5 separate regions of the Sus scrofa genome follow, and all the other regions are linked to region 2. Evidence: chromatin contacts called from public Hi-C data. All regions are on one chromosome and are shown on one strand. Each heading gives the region's core, a stretch centred on a gene start, on an enhancer-like site or on the middle of the called end of the contact. The rest is flanking DNA. Distances are from core to core; before and after follow the strand shown.

The links. Hi-C and Micro-C count contacts between places; a contact is called where the count stands out from the background.
Region 1: a contact with region 2 is called in a Hi-C map of liver, with 7 times the contacts expected there. The contact joins the promoter of TIMM17B here to the promoter of WAS in region 2. A contact is called at or near these places in 1 of 5 promoter capture datasets (liver), 3 of 47 Hi-C or Micro-C datasets (embryonic fibroblasts, heart right ventricle and liver) and 1 of 2 datasets of contacts at active chromatin or transcription factors (alveolar macrophages).
Region 3: a Hi-C map of embryonic fibroblasts shows a contact between it and region 2, with 1.8 times the contacts expected there. The contact joins the promoter of OTUD5 here to the promoter of WAS in region 2. A contact is called at or near these places in 2 of 5 promoter capture datasets (fetal liver and liver), 2 of 47 Hi-C or Micro-C datasets (embryonic fibroblasts and heart right ventricle) and 1 of 2 datasets of contacts at active chromatin or transcription factors (alveolar macrophages).
Region 4: a Hi-C map of liver shows a contact between it and region 2, with 7 times the contacts expected there. The contact joins the promoter of PIM2 here to the promoter of WAS in region 2. A contact is called at or near these places in 4 of 47 Hi-C or Micro-C datasets (heart right ventricle, liver and skeletal muscle) and 1 of 2 datasets of contacts at active chromatin or transcription factors (alveolar macrophages).
Region 5: a Hi-C map of liver shows a contact between it and region 2, with 5 times the contacts expected there. The contact joins the promoter of HDAC6 here to the promoter of WAS in region 2. A contact is called at or near these places in 2 of 5 promoter capture datasets (fetal liver and liver), 8 of 47 Hi-C or Micro-C datasets (alveolar macrophages, embryonic fibroblasts, heart right ventricle and 3 more) and 1 of 2 datasets of contacts at active chromatin or transcription factors (alveolar macrophages).

What each region holds. Positions count from the first base shown.
Region 1 is chrX:42,974,989-42,977,748 of Sscrofa11.1, forward strand. It overlaps TIMM17B (mitochondrial import inner membrane translocase subunit Tim17-B), which reads right to left and starts at 1,299. Exons shown (of 6, transcript XM_003360308.4): 1 at 885-1,299; 2 at 1-27. The coding sequence starts at 1,057. PQBP1 (polyglutamine binding protein 1) reads left to right here and starts at 1,658. Exons shown (of 6, transcript NM_001246668.1): 1 at 1,658-1,743. The coding sequence starts at 1,677.
Region 2 is chrX:42,773,195-42,775,987 of Sscrofa11.1, forward strand. WAS (wiskott-Aldrich syndrome protein) reads left to right here and starts at 1,403. Exons shown (of 13, transcript XM_021080063.1): 1 at 1,403-1,621.
Region 3 is chrX:43,028,035-43,030,734 of Sscrofa11.1, forward strand. It overlaps OTUD5 (OTU domain-containing protein 5), which reads right to left and starts at 1,437. Exons shown (of 9, transcript XM_003484107.4): 1 at 69-1,437. The coding sequence starts at 662.
Region 4 is chrX:42,997,063-42,999,944 of Sscrofa11.1, forward strand. PIM2 (serine/threonine-protein kinase pim-2) reads right to left here and starts at 1,513. Exons shown (of 6, transcript XM_003360311.4): 1 at 1,225-1,513; 2 at 981-1,090; 3 at 219-269. The coding sequence starts at 1,285.
Region 5 is chrX:42,916,619-42,919,318 of Sscrofa11.1, forward strand. It overlaps HDAC6 (histone deacetylase 6), which reads left to right and starts at 1,293. Exons shown (of 29, transcript XM_003360315.5): 1 at 1,293-1,443; 2 at 2,514-2,636. The coding sequence starts at 2,544. It overlaps LOC110257658 (a long non-coding RNA gene), which reads right to left and starts at 1,305. Exons shown (of 6, transcript XR_002340570.1): 1 at 1,220-1,305.

The DNA of each region.
Region 1 (2,760 bases), core at 49-2,548, 200 kb after region 2:
CCGCAATCATCCACAATTCGCCATGGGCTGCAAGCGGGAAGGGGAGGATAGGGTTAATGTGAGCCCTCCCCCATTTTATGTCACAAGGACACTTTCCAGCTGGGAGAAACTACGTCACTCAAATGGGGAGCAGCACTTCAAATAATAAAGAGGGTATTTTCCTCCATATTCTCGCAAAGAAACAGTGCGGAAGGGGGAAAAACATTAGTCGTTGCCCTTGTCCGCCCCTCTCCTTCACAGCCAACTGGTTTACTGCTAGCAAAGATTAAATGACTTGATTGCAAGCAAAGAGTGGGCACGTTTAAATAAGCGCTACGGAAGTGTTAACAAGCTGGCACTGTAAAGTACAACGGGGGTCGCACCCCCTCCTCCGACAATGAGCTCGTCCAGCCACGCTCTTCCCTTTCTTCACCTTGCACGAGGGAGGAAAAACCTAGCTGCAGACCGTGGGGACGATCCGACACCCCCTCCTTGCCCACAGTGGGCTCACCCAAGCCCCGCCTCCATTCACCAAAGGGACCTGGGAAAAACCACGCGCGGTAACCCTGGGGATTTCCGCCTAGCAACACACCACCCCCCGGCTGGAATGGATTCGACCAACGTGTCTCTTTCCGTTAACAAGAGGGACCGGGGACAAGAGTCAAGGGAAACGTGGAGTGGTTCGTCCTGCACCGCACCAGCTCCTTCAAGCACACAGTTGTGGCCCCTCTTAACGGAGCCCAAGTAAGGAAACAAGTGGACGGGAGCGGAAGGAGACAACAAACGTTTAAAAGTCTCCCGAGTCTGGGACGTGGCGCTGTGTAGCCAGCGCCTCCCCCGCCCGCCTCCCACCGCTGGCCGTGGCGCCGCAGCAAGAGTCCCGAGGCCTGTGCCCCTCGCCGTACCAAGGCTCCCGAGCGTACTCCTCCATGGCGCCGGCGTCCGGCCGCGCAGTCTGGCTAAATCCCGGCCGGGCCACACCCCCACTGTAAACGCACACAGGCGCCCGAGCTTTCCACCTATTCCAAGGTAATGATTGGGTCCTTTCGCCAGACGTCAGGCCAAGGCGCACTCTCATTGGCCAGTTAGGTTTCCGTCATCTGTTCTCTGCAGCCCGAGCGTCGCCCAGTTACCTCTGGCTCAGGGAGAGAGGGCCTCATTCTTTCCCTCAGGAGAAAAAGAGTCGTGGTCCTGGCGATCATAAAGGCGTCGAGAGAGAGGCCGACAGTCTGACAGCCTTCCGCAACCCGCGTGACTGTATTGGTAATGTCGGGGTGGGCGCATTTTTTGGAGCTAGAGGAAACCCTGCTCCCCCCACCCCTGCTCCTTGGTTCCTTCCACCCGGCAGTCTTTGGGGGACGTTGGGTGAGCCCATTTCTGGGGCGCGGGGGAGCGGCGCTTGGCCCCTTCGGCGATGGGTGGAGCCTAGGCCTGGGAGAGGAGGCCTGGGAGAGGAGTCCTGTCCCGGAGCACCCCGCCTGGAGAGGAGAGTTGGCGAGAATTTCGGTGATACTGCCGTTTATCCCTTCCACCTTTTAGCGGGTAGGTTCTGTTGCCCAGCTCCTGGTGCAGGTGGGTAGGTGGGAGTCTAGATGAGTGCATGTTGGGGAGAGGCGCTTGCTTACGAGCTCCAGATTCAAATCCTTATCTGAACTGCTTTCTCGTCTGTCCTTCCCTAGGTCTGTCTGCTACCCGCTATGCCGCTGCCCGTTGCGTTGCAGACCCGCTTGGCCAAGAGAGGCATCCTCAAACATCTCGAGCCCGGTGAGAGAGCTAAGAGCAGATGGGCCTACCATGTGCCAGGCTTGACAGGCACTTTGTTGTTGATATTGCCACTCGATCCCTAGTATGGGCCTACTATATACCAAGCAGTGGGCTGGCAGACATTTTGTTGTAAACAATACGTATTCCTGACGCCGATTCCTACCGCGTGCGCGCGGACGCCTACGGTGGGGGTGGGGCAGGGAATAGACATTTCAGCTTTAGTCGTACCTAATACTGACAGCTGATGCTTATCTTGGATCTTCATACGCCAGATTTAATCCAATCGATCCCTGGAAGAGTATCTAAGGATATTAATAGTAAACTGACATCTATTACAGCCTCTTTTGGACCAAATACAGTGGGAGGAGGCTGATATTTTGTTCTTTACCATACTAGTAGGTAACATTTTTTTCAGATCTACTGTAGAGCCAGGTACTGTTCAGGCGATATATACCGACTTGTTCACCAGTTCAATAACTGACATGTATTTCGGGTCTGCTTAAGTGGCTGGCATATGCATTATGGTTTACAGTATGTAAAATAATGGTAGGGGAGTTCCTGTCGTGGCGCAGTGGTTAACGAGTCCGACTAGGAACCATGAGGTTGCGGGTTCGATCCCTGGCCTTGCTCAGTGGATTAAGGATCCAGCGTTGCCGTGAGCTGTGGTGTAGGTCGCAGACGCGGCTCGGATCTGGCGTTGCTGTGGCTCTGGCGTAGGCTGGCAGCTCAGCTCCGATTGGACCCTTAGCCTGGGAACTTCCATATGCCGCGGGAGCGGCCCAAGAAAAGGCAAAAAAACAAAAAACAAAACAAGGATAATGATAGGATCTGTCATTTTGGCCTGCTGTGCTGCCGTTGCCAGTATTTATACCTTACTGTCATTACAGTAAAAGTTGGCATCTATTTTGGGCTAAGGTGTGGCCGTGTACTGGAAAACTCATTTTCACTTTATTGACAGGTGACATCTATTACAGGTTTGTTGTGTGCCAAGCATAGATCTTTGGTTAATAATACGGA
Region 2 (2,793 bases), core at 153-2,652:
TATAGCGTATTGCATGTTGGTTCATACCATACTATAAGCATTAGGGCAAGATCTCAAAAACAATGCACCCCTCACCAACTGTGGACCCTGAGTGTAGATACAAAATTGAAGTATATGTTACAAATCCGGTCACCATCAGAAACATTTAGTGATGACCAAGTGCTCACACTTTAACTGACCTTTCGATTTTTTTCTACCCAGCACCTCAAGTGCCCATATGCACACTTGTAATAGAATCAGAGCTGATACAAAGGCCTGCTTGTGTTTTCAGCAGTGGAGGCAGTGCTGGGCATACACTTGGAGTTTCTGAGTGAATTAAGAGAAATTTGTCCCGTCTGGTGAAAGCGGGAGACTCAGGGCACAGGCTTCCTAAAATTGGGGGCACTGTGTTAAATGATCAACAGTCCCCTCCCTTTCAGCATGTGACTGACCCAGGCCAGTGAACTGGGGCCCCACCTATACCATCTATATCCCTGTGAATCATGTATGTATTTATATTTATATAATGCATATAATCTAGACTTATAGTTTAGTTTACATATATAATGTAAACATTGCAGACTTTAAAGTAGGTATCACTGTGATGTACATTAAATAACACCTAGCAATCATAGCAATCCTGTCGTGGTCTGACCAGGCCTAACCATCGCTTTGCACAACATTGAATACTGGGTAAAGTTTGTATTCTCTTAAATACATTTTGTCAAAGGCCTCGCTGTCAGGGCTTTGAACTCCTGTAATTTTGTACCAGTCTTTTCAGGAGTAAAATTAATAATTTTAGTACATCATATCTGAAGACCACAAGATGTTCACCGCAATTTTCAGTCCTGGCCCAACTGTGCTCATCCTATTGTGGCAAGATGTACTTTTATTTAAAGTAACTTCTGAGAGTTTTCCTAAAACTCAAAGAACGCCTTTTGTTTTGACTAGAGAATAATGAATGCAAGAACCCCTGGGCAGTGGCAAGAAAACCCTAGTGGGATAGTTACAGAGTTTACGATTGTATGGCTCAGTGCACTAGGCACCACGCCCTGGTGTGTGATCTTACTAACCCCCAGGAGTAAACATTAATTTTTACCCCTTCTACACGTAAACAATCTGAACCTCCGAGGCGGTATTCGAACCCATCACACGAAAGCCCCAAAGTGCAGCTTAAGAGGCCAGGCACAAGGGTCTGGCACCCACTGCGCATGCTCCGAACCCGTGACCAATGGAAGCCCGGAGCGCGGAAGCGGAGGCGGGGCTGTGTTATTCTCCGAACCCTTGCAGCTTCAAAGAAGAGCTGGGAGGAGAATTTGACTATCGACCAATCAGAGCCCTGGATCCTGCTCTCCCCACCCCTGAGCCAATTACCGGCTCCGCTGCTTAGCGAGCTACTTCGAAATTAAGGAATAGAGGGGACGGTGAGAGTGGTTTAAGATGGCGGGTGTAAGAGCTGCTGAGGGCGCGACCAGCGTGAGCACACCCCCCTGAAGCGGCTGGGAGTCGGGAGGACGGTACAGGAATCTTGGGACAAGCAGGATGGCGACAGTCCTTTCTCCATTAGGGAATGAGGCAGCCGTTTTTTTCCTCCACCACAAACAAAATTGTTTCTTACAAGATGGCCACCCTCTCCGCAGTGGTACGATCCTGGGCAGACTGTTCCATTTTGCGTCCCCCCCCAACCCCCACCCCCGGCCCTCAGTAGTCCGTTCCAGGCTGCAGGAATGGATTACTCCTGGGCTCCCTGTCAAGGGTGTGGGCGGTCCCTGGTACTCAGAGACCGGAAAGTGGAAACTCCTAGAGTCATACAAATTCGGGTGTGGACCCTTCTGGTGTCACACAGGCTGGGAAATAGACACTTGGGGGTCACAGATCGTGGTAGAGAGGTAGGGAGTACCCATTTAGGGAGCGTTGGTGGTGACTTTGAGGTTGTGGGCAGTGTAGGGACTACGAGGGCACCTTTGGCTTCCGCCTGGTCCAAGGTTAGCAGCACCAGCCTAGAAGGGAAGGAGAAGGCTGGCTGGCACGGTGTTTTCCCCTGCAGGTGGAAGGAGGAGGGCATAAAACGTGGTGGGTGGGACTTCGAGTTTGGCAGGGAGGTCTCTAGGAGTATGTCCTGGCTTTGGAGGAGTCTTGGATGGTCCCAGAGAATGGATCTCTGAGTTGGGCTTTGCAGCAAGGAAACATAGAGAAAGGGCAGTGGGAAGGTCTCTGACCATCCGCCAATGATGGTTGGACCTGAACGTCTAATGGAGGACAGTGAGGAGAGGATTGGGACAGGGGTGACAATGCTAGGCTGAGGGAGGGATAGTTCATTTATCTCCAAGTTACTGGGCTACTTCATGAAAACACACACCGATGACTAATTATAACGTGTTATGTCCTCATCATTCGACTTGAATGAGTTTATTCAGTCTTCACAACAGTCTTAACTGCTATTATTATCTCCACTTTATGGATGAGAGAACTGAGGCACCTAGAGGTTAACAACTGGTAAGTGCCAGAGCCAGAGCCAAAGCTGGAGGCTTCATAATGGGTTCTATCTACTGAGCAATTCCCCCCCCCCTTTTTTTCTTGCTCTTTAGGGCCACATTCGAGGCATATGGAAGTTCCCAAGCTAGGAGTCCAATTGGAGCTGTAGCTGCTGGCCTTTGCCACAGCCACAGCAATGTGCAATCTGAGCATCAGTTGCAACCTACACCACAGCTCAAGGCAACACTGGATCCTTAACCCACTGAGTGAGGCCAGGGATCCAACCTGCATCCTCATGGATACTACTTGGGTTCATGCCCGCTTCGCCACAATGGGAAC
Region 3 (2,700 bases), core at 187-2,686, 250 kb after region 2:
GTCTTTACCCTGTCTGGGGATTCCATCCACCACACCCACTCACCTGTCACCCCCCTTCCTGCCCATACCTGCTCAACGGTGGCGGGGTCCATGGCCTCGATGCGCGCTGCAGCCGCTTCATACTCGTCCTCACTGTTGTAACCTGCGCCGACCTCCTCGCGCTCAGGGCTGCCCCCGCCGACCGCGCCAACCCCGGGGGCTTGACGCCGCCTCTTGCTGTGGCCCGGCCCGGAGCAGCAGCCGCCCACGCCCACGGTGCCGCCCACACCCACCACCACGCCCGCCGCGCCCACCCCCGCTGCCGCTGCACCCAACGCGTCACCAGGACCGCCGCCGGGACCGCCGGGACCCCCGCAAGGAGGAGGAGAGGCCTGCTGTGGCCGGGGTCCCGCCACGGCGCCGGGCGGCACGGCCAGCGCCCAGCGGTGGAGTGCACCTGGTGGCCCCGGGAGCGGGCCCTGAGGCGGTGGCGAAGCTCGGGGACGGGGCCCCACGACGCCCGAGTCACGGTCGCGGTCGCCACCACCCACGCCCGTGCCACCGCCGCCCACGCCTACACCCCCGCCGCGCCGCGGCGCCGGGGGCAGCGGCCCGGGCGGCGGCGGCTCGTTGGCTGGGTCGGCGTCGGGAGGCGGCGGCTTCTTTTTGGGGAGAATAGTCATGGCGGCACTGCCGAGTACCCCCCAGCAAACCCGGCGCGGGGCACGCTGGGAGAGGACCCGGATGAGGGGGCTACAGTGGTGCGCGAAGCACGACGGGATCGCCGGGACCCGGATAAAGAGATCGCGGCACCGGTTCTCGAACCGTCGGCGGCGCGCAGGTCACGCGGCTGGAGAACCCGGATGTGAAGTCCAAGATGAAGGCACCGGTGCGAGCCTGTCGTAGCCTTCTCCCCAAGTCCAGCAAGATTATTGCTACGCTCGTTCCGGCCTTCGGCTTCAAAGGAAACAGAACCAAAACAAGCACCTCTTCGCCCCGCCCCCTCGCAGGTTCTTGAACTACCGGGTGGGGCCCGGGGCGTTGCGCACGCGCGCCGGGGCACAGCCCCGCCTCTCTCTCGGAAGTACGTGGGCAAAATCTTCACCGCCGCCACAACAATTGCGGGTACCAACCAATCGAAGCGGCTGCGTGGGTCCTCGGTGATGCCCACGGGCCAATCAGAAGCGAATAATCGCCCTCCCCTGCCCTCCGTCTCAGATTTCAGTCAAAGTCGGCACCCTCGTTCCTTGCCTTTCCTCTCGTCGTCCCCGTCCTGCTCTTCTCTCCCCGAGGCTCTGACTCGCAAGCGGGGGTACTGCAACTGGACAGCGTGGCCTGCCCCGCACACGACAGTTTTAAAATCGCCTCCCTTCCAGGCTTCCAACTTGGCTGCAGTCAGCCGGACTGACAGGAAAATATCAACACTCCCAGAGCTTAGCTAGACCCTGAAGCGTCAGTTCCGGTTCCACCCACCTGCAAATCCACATCCGGTGAGGAGGCGGGCGCCGCTTCACCCTGGCAACAAGCCTAGTTCTGCGGTGATTGGTTAAGAGATATCGTCACTCACGTCGGACGGGCCAACCTTGGGACAGACTGAACCGTGGGGACAGGGGGTGTTTGGAAAGCAGACACGCCCTCTCTGGCACAGCCGCACTCTCGCCCTCGCGTTGACCTCCCCGCCCCTGTGGCTAGTGCGCAGGCGCGGCAAAGCCTTTTCCTCTCCACCCCCCCACACCTCTTTTTTTCTTCTCCTCCCCCCGCACCCCCAAACTGAGTGTACCTGAATCGAGCGAAGTTTATAAACCAGCTCCGTCACCAACCAGCGTTTCACAATGAGGTTGGTAAAATTCCTGCTACTGCACGGATGGAGAACTAAAAGCTAATCCTGGCTCTGCCACTCCTGAGTGATCTCTGGCAAGCCATTTAAAACCCACCCAATCCTCAATTTCCACTTCTCTATAAAATGGCCATGATCATTCCAATTTACGCCTCAGAGATTAATGCTTACAAAGGGCCTCCCGCTGTGCCTAGGACACAGTAAGTGCTCAATTAATTATTCTGCATGTCAGTGCAAAGGAAAGGATCTCAGGCTTTGGAGTCAGGACGACCTCTGTTCCAGGCATGGGCGAACCATTACCAACTGTCTGACCTTGAGCAAGTCATTGTGTAAATTTTACCTCTTGTTACCTCTGTGTGAAACAAGAATGATAATGCCTGCCCAAACTACCTCAGGGTGCAGTTGGAGAATTCAGATGAGCTCACGAACCACGAAGGTGTCGGGAGAGGTGAGGGTTCCCTGCCAATCTTAGGAACCAAGCAATACAAGCTCTTCTGAGTGCCACCTAATTTTCTCCCTTCAGATGCCAACCCTAGTTGAAGTTCTTACTGAAGGGTGGCAGTAATAAACAGAATAGAGCTGTGTTTTCTTTTTCTTTCTTTCTTTTTTTTTTTTTTGGTGGTGTTTTCAGCTCATGAGACTTAATGGGCTTATGGTGTTTAGGGAACTGTGCAAAATGCCTGCGCACATTATCATACTGATTCTTCTCGTGACCGTCTCACTCAACCCTATATCCCACTCCCTGCTGGATATTTGTCCAGCATTACACATCTGGATCTGAACTTACAATAATAATTGTAGGTAGCCTTTACCAAGTAGTTGCTATGTGCCTGTCATTATGTGTGCAACAGCTTTGATGTTCCCACTGACAGTGAATGAATGAC
Region 4 (2,882 bases), core at 263-2,762, 220 kb after region 2:
AAAGGAGGGTGGGAGGGGAGAATCCAGGGCTCTAGGGGAACTGGAGTGAGTCAGAACTGTATGGAGGTGTGGATGTCACCACAGGGGAGTAAACATGGGCTGGTAGGAGTGTTCTTCTCACCGTTACAGGGCCCAGAGAGTCATACAAACCATAGAAAGGCGAAATCCATCGTCAGAGATGGCGTCGCCAGGTCAAAAAGGACTCCAAAGATACTCACCAAGGGGGACCAGCCCAGCACGCGATTCCGGGGGATCACTTTGATGGCCACCTGAAGAAGTGAGCTGAGCTGAAGGGGCCAGCAGAGAACCCCCAGACCCCTCCCAGTCTGGACCCTCTTCGCCCTAGTCTTTCTGGTCCCAACCACTCCACGCCGCAACCTCAAATGAGCTGGAGCTTCTCCCCTGCCCTCCAGGTCCCCAGAAGCGAGTACACCTCTCCCACCATCTTTGGCCCTGGGCTCTCCCCCAGGCTTCAGGACCCCTCGCTCCGGGTGCGGAGTTCTGAATGTCCTAACACCCCAAGCCCTCGATTTCCCCAGCCCCAGGACTGTACGGGGGTGGGTTCTGATCCTCACGTCTCCATCCTGGACACCTGCCTCCAAAATCCCCCAAATCTCAGCTCTGGGTCCCCACCTTCCCACACATATACACCTCTCCTGGATTCCAAGGTCTAGAATCCTCATGATTTCCCCCCTCCCCCACTCCCCAGTCTCACTCTCGGGACCTCCACAATCCTTGCCTTGAACCCACCGCTCCGTTCCCCCCACATACCCACCTGGACCGCCCCCCCCCACGCCCGCGCGTCTGCGCGCGCACCCGCGCGCGCACCAGGATACCCCCAGTAACCCGGATCCCGGCCTTCATGACCCTAGCACACGCACATTGTACGCTTATTCTCTGGTCAATTAGCATCCCAGCCCCCGGGCTCCCGCCGCCGCCACACACACACCTGGCCCTCCCAAGACCCTCGTGGTGGATACCTGGAGTCGGTCTGTGACGCGATGTCCTGCGAAGACGGTGCCAAAGCCCCCCTTACCCAGGAGGGGGCCGAGTCGGTACTCGGCCTCGAACGCTTCTCGATCCTTGCCTCCTACGCAGGCGGAGGCGGGGAAGTCAGGGTGGCGGCGTGCAGAGGCCGGCCACGACCCTCTCCCCCTCCCCCCCGCGCCGCCCTCAATCACCCCAGCCCGCCCGGCCTGGTCGCCGTAGGGGAGCCTCTCTCACCTGGCGGCGGCGTGGGGGTCATGGGGGCCACGGGCAGCCCCTGCAGAGGCTTAGTCAACATGGAGGAGGAGCTGCGCAGATTGAGCCCGCTGAGCCCGCAGGGCGTGGACGCCCGGGGCAGCGAGGCTGGGGAGCCAGGACTGGGGGGCGCCAGGGTGGAAGGTAAGGAAACTGGTGGCCCAGAGGCGCCGGCAAACAGCGCGATGTTAAGATTCGCCGCGCGCGCCAGCCCCGACGCTACTGAGACAGGGCACGCGCCTCCCGAGAGAGTCGCCCCGGGCGACGGCCCCGCCCACTTGGCTTTGATCAATCCGGACGCGGCACCTGCTGCACCCCAGCCAATCGGAGCCAGTCCTTATTTGCATACCACCCTCAACGTTCCAAGCACCCTTATGCAAATACATGCCCGGATCTTCCTCGGGGGCGGGGCCTGCATGCAAATAAGGGGGGCGCGCGCGAAGAGGAAACTGGTTATGGGAATCCCTTTTGCAGCAACCGCGTTTGTTTTGGTTGTTGCGCAGGGTTGTTTTTATGTAAGTGTGTGTACGTGGATATATAAACTTAAAAAAAATTCAATGCACCGCCTCCTTTTCTAGGAAGTTGCTTTGCCGCCGCCGGAGATAACGCCAGGCCTTCTAAGGCTTCTAAGAATCCCGGCCGGTCTCCAAAGGGTGCTCCTCACACCAGAACCAGAGCCCTTTAGGCGACTGGCAGCCTCCGCCCGGAAACTGAAGCTGAGGATCCTGGAAGAACCTGTTCAGCCGTCAGGGAGGGCTAACCTCCCTCACCACCGTGGGAGGAGCACTGGTCAAGGGCAGTGTTCCCACACCCGGAGGCCACGGCCTGCGGGCTGTTTGTGCAGCCCTTAACCTAGACAGACCTGCCTAGACCTGGCTGTGAGCCCAGTCAGCAGATCTAGAATCTGGAATGGCGAATGGGGCGCGCGCGCGGGGGGGGGGGTTCTTGGGGATGGGAGCAAGCCAGAGTGGGGGTGGCTTCTTGGGCATGCTTCCGGATGAGAGAGACGGACTGAGAGAGCTCCGGGAGGTGGTCAAGTCACAGATTTGGGGAAAATAGCTCTCGTGCCGCAGGAAGAGAGACAGGCACTCCAAAGACACACACAGAACTGCCGCGAGAGAAATACACAAACATGTGCCGCCATTCATGTGAGCTTGTCCTAGACACACATGCAGATACCTACTGTCACACATAGACAGACATCCACTGTCAGGCAGGCATGCTGCCAGAGTCAAGTTCCAGAATGACACTCGAGAGATGCACTGTTACAGAAAGGCACTCCAGAGAGATTCACATAGACCTACATGTAACGAGGACACAGATATGTCCTGCCAGACACACAGCCAGAACTTGTGACGAAGACACTGGCACCATCAGACATGCAGTGTCACAGAAAAGACTTGTACTGTTCCAGAAACGAGAGACCCAGAGTCTGACACAGGAACACACACAAACACTCCAGAGACACACATGCACTGCTCCAAAGCCAGACATATACTTAGGTGCTAGAGCAACAGATAGGCAGTGTCACAAAAACAGACATGGACAGATCCAGTCACAGTCACAGACACACACATACAGCAGACGTGCAGCGCCGTCACTGACACTGTTCAGAAATAGCTACCCAGAGTCTGTCACAG
Region 5 (2,700 bases), core at 43-2,542, 140 kb after region 2:
GGCTCAGTGGGTTAAAGGATTCGGCATTGCACTGAGCTCTGGTGTAGGTCTCAGACACGGCTCCAAACTGGTGTGGCTGTGGCTGTGGCTGTGGTGTAGGCCGGCAGCTACAGCTCCGACTGGACCCCTAGCCTGGGAACCTCCATATGCTGCGAGTGCAGCCCTAAAAAAAGAAGATGAAGAAAAGAAAAGAGAAAGTGAAAGAAAGAAAAGGAAGGAAGAAAATGCCCCAGAGGCCAGTATGTGGCCTGCAAAACCTAAAATATTTACTATCTGGCCCTTTACAGAAAAAGTTTGCCAACCTTTGTTGTACAGAAACCTCCCTTCTGACTATACAAAAAAAGTGGGTCTTGGCCCTTACAAGACTCCCTACTCTTTCACTTTGCAAGCATCACCTCAGAACGTTCCTCTGTGTTTATCACTGCATATACATGTTTTCTCTGGCGTACGTGGAGGTGTAAAGGTCTTTTAGCTGCGACCCTCTTCCACTGGGACAAAAGACACGTTCAGGTAGGAAAAGAGTGGAAGGGAAGACTAGGTTGAAACGGGTTTGCAAGAGTGTCAGAGGGCCCAGCTACTGGGCGGTGGGGCTGTCAATCTGTTGGTTAGTCAGCGATGCTGAACCCCAGACCCCTTATCTCTCCCGCCCCAGCCTACAGCCCGGTAGGAAATGGTGAAGAATGAGAGAGGGAGATTAGGAGGACAAACCGGCCTCCTGCGAGGCTGATATTCAGACATTTAGCCATGGGGTGGGAGAGAGTTGGGAGGGCGCATTGTGGGGGGGGGGCGCAACTCCCCCCTACCCATACACTTTCTATTCCAGCTTGCGTGCAGAGGTTACCCACTGGAGGGAGCAGACAGGAAGAGCTGTCACCCAAGAAAAACTCCCCTCCCAAGGTCCATTCTGACTCCCCGGCACTATTATCACAATTTCCCAGAGGAGGAAACTGAAGCACAGAGTCGTTCAGTAACTTGCCCAAAGTCACATGGCTAAGTCCCATAACCTCAGTTTCCTTATCTGCAAAGCAGCCTTAGTACTGGGAAGTACCTCATAGAACTGTGGCTTACGACAATGCCTGTCACATACAACTTGCTATCGTCACGATCATTCCCCCTTCCATTCCACCATCCATTTTCGCGGCAGACTATTAATAGCTAACATTTGGTGAGTGCTTCCTTGCGTACCACCTTAGTGAATATGAACTCAGAAAATTCTCACATTTGTCATCATCACCACTCCCTTTTTGGCCGCCACCAGCCTCGTCCAATTTCCACCGCGCTCCAGGCCCAGCCACCAGCCCGCCCGCGCTACGTCATCACGGCGCGCCGCGCGGGAAGCCAGGGGGCAGGGAGAAGACGCCCTTTCCTAACTCCCTCGCTTGCTTGCTTGCACTCTTGAGTCACCGCACGGTACAGTTGGCGCGAGTCCGGTGGGCTCCTAAGGTAACTGGACAGGGACAAAGAAACCGCGGTCACGACCGCCAGGGTGACAGCTGTGGCGATTGGGGGAGGGGAGAAGCTTGAGCCCGAGCGCCGCGTCAGGCAGCCGGCGCGCGCTTCACGCAGGCGCGGCACGGCCAGCGTCGCGCACTGACGCGCTGATCCGCCGTTTGTGCGTTCCGCTGGAGGCGCAAGGCCGGCTCTCCCCGGTGTGGGCGGGATCGGGGCGGGCTGTAGAGAGATCTGGCCCAATGGAAAAGAGAGGCTCAGGCACCCGCGGCCCTACAGGTCGCCGAGAAATTGGCGGCGCGCGCCAAGGGCGGAGTTTGAGAAAGGGGCTGCGCCAAGTGAGTGGAGGGATTCGTCAACGTCGACAGCGGGGGCGGGGAGGGGGGGGCGGGTCTGGGGGAGGGGCTCGGAAATGGCTGTAGGGGCTTGGGGAAGCGTTTGGGGTTGGGCCTGGGCAGGGGGTGGAGCCTGGCGGAAGGGAAAGGGCAGTCCCCTGAGGAGCTGGGCTCCTTGAAACGTTAGGGGCGGGATCTAGCCTAGTGGAAGGTGCCGGTCCAGCCCGATAAGGGGTGGAGTTAAGTGGATCGTTAAGGGTGGAGTCGGGGCCCGGGGCTGGGGCTGGCTGAGTGAAAGGGTGGGTGATTATCCTGGGAGATTGGCTGGCCAGGGCAGGTTTGCGAAGGGGTGGGGTCTGGGCGAGGCTTTGAGGAATGAAAGGATCTGGGAATGGGGCTTGATAGAGTGAAAGGGGCGGTGATTAGCTGGCAAGGGCTGGCTTAGATCAGGACTGGGCCAGGGGGTTAATTGCTCTGTGAAAGAGCCAGACCGAAAGGGTAAAGAATAGTGTAAAGGGGTGGAGCCTCGTGGAATGGGCGGGACCAAGTGGAATGGACACCCCCTTGGAGGGAGAGAGCCTTGAGAGAGGCGGAGTTTAGAGGTGGTGGGGAATAGATAGCCTAAGGGATGGAGGCTAGCGTAGGGGGCGGGGCCTGGGAAGGGGCTGGGATGAGGGGTCTTCAGGGCGCTCGGGGCCCCTTCTCAGTCACCTCCATCCCACCCCCCAGAACCGCGTCAGGGGTGAAGTCTCCCCAGCCATGACCTCCACCGGCCAGGATTCCACCACAACCAGGCAGCGAAGAAGTAGGCACAACCCCCACTCCCCCCCACACGACTCCAGCGTCACCTCGGTGAGGCCCCTGACCGGCCCTCTTGAGGGGGAGGGGGAGCAGTGGGCCGTGTACTGGACTCTGA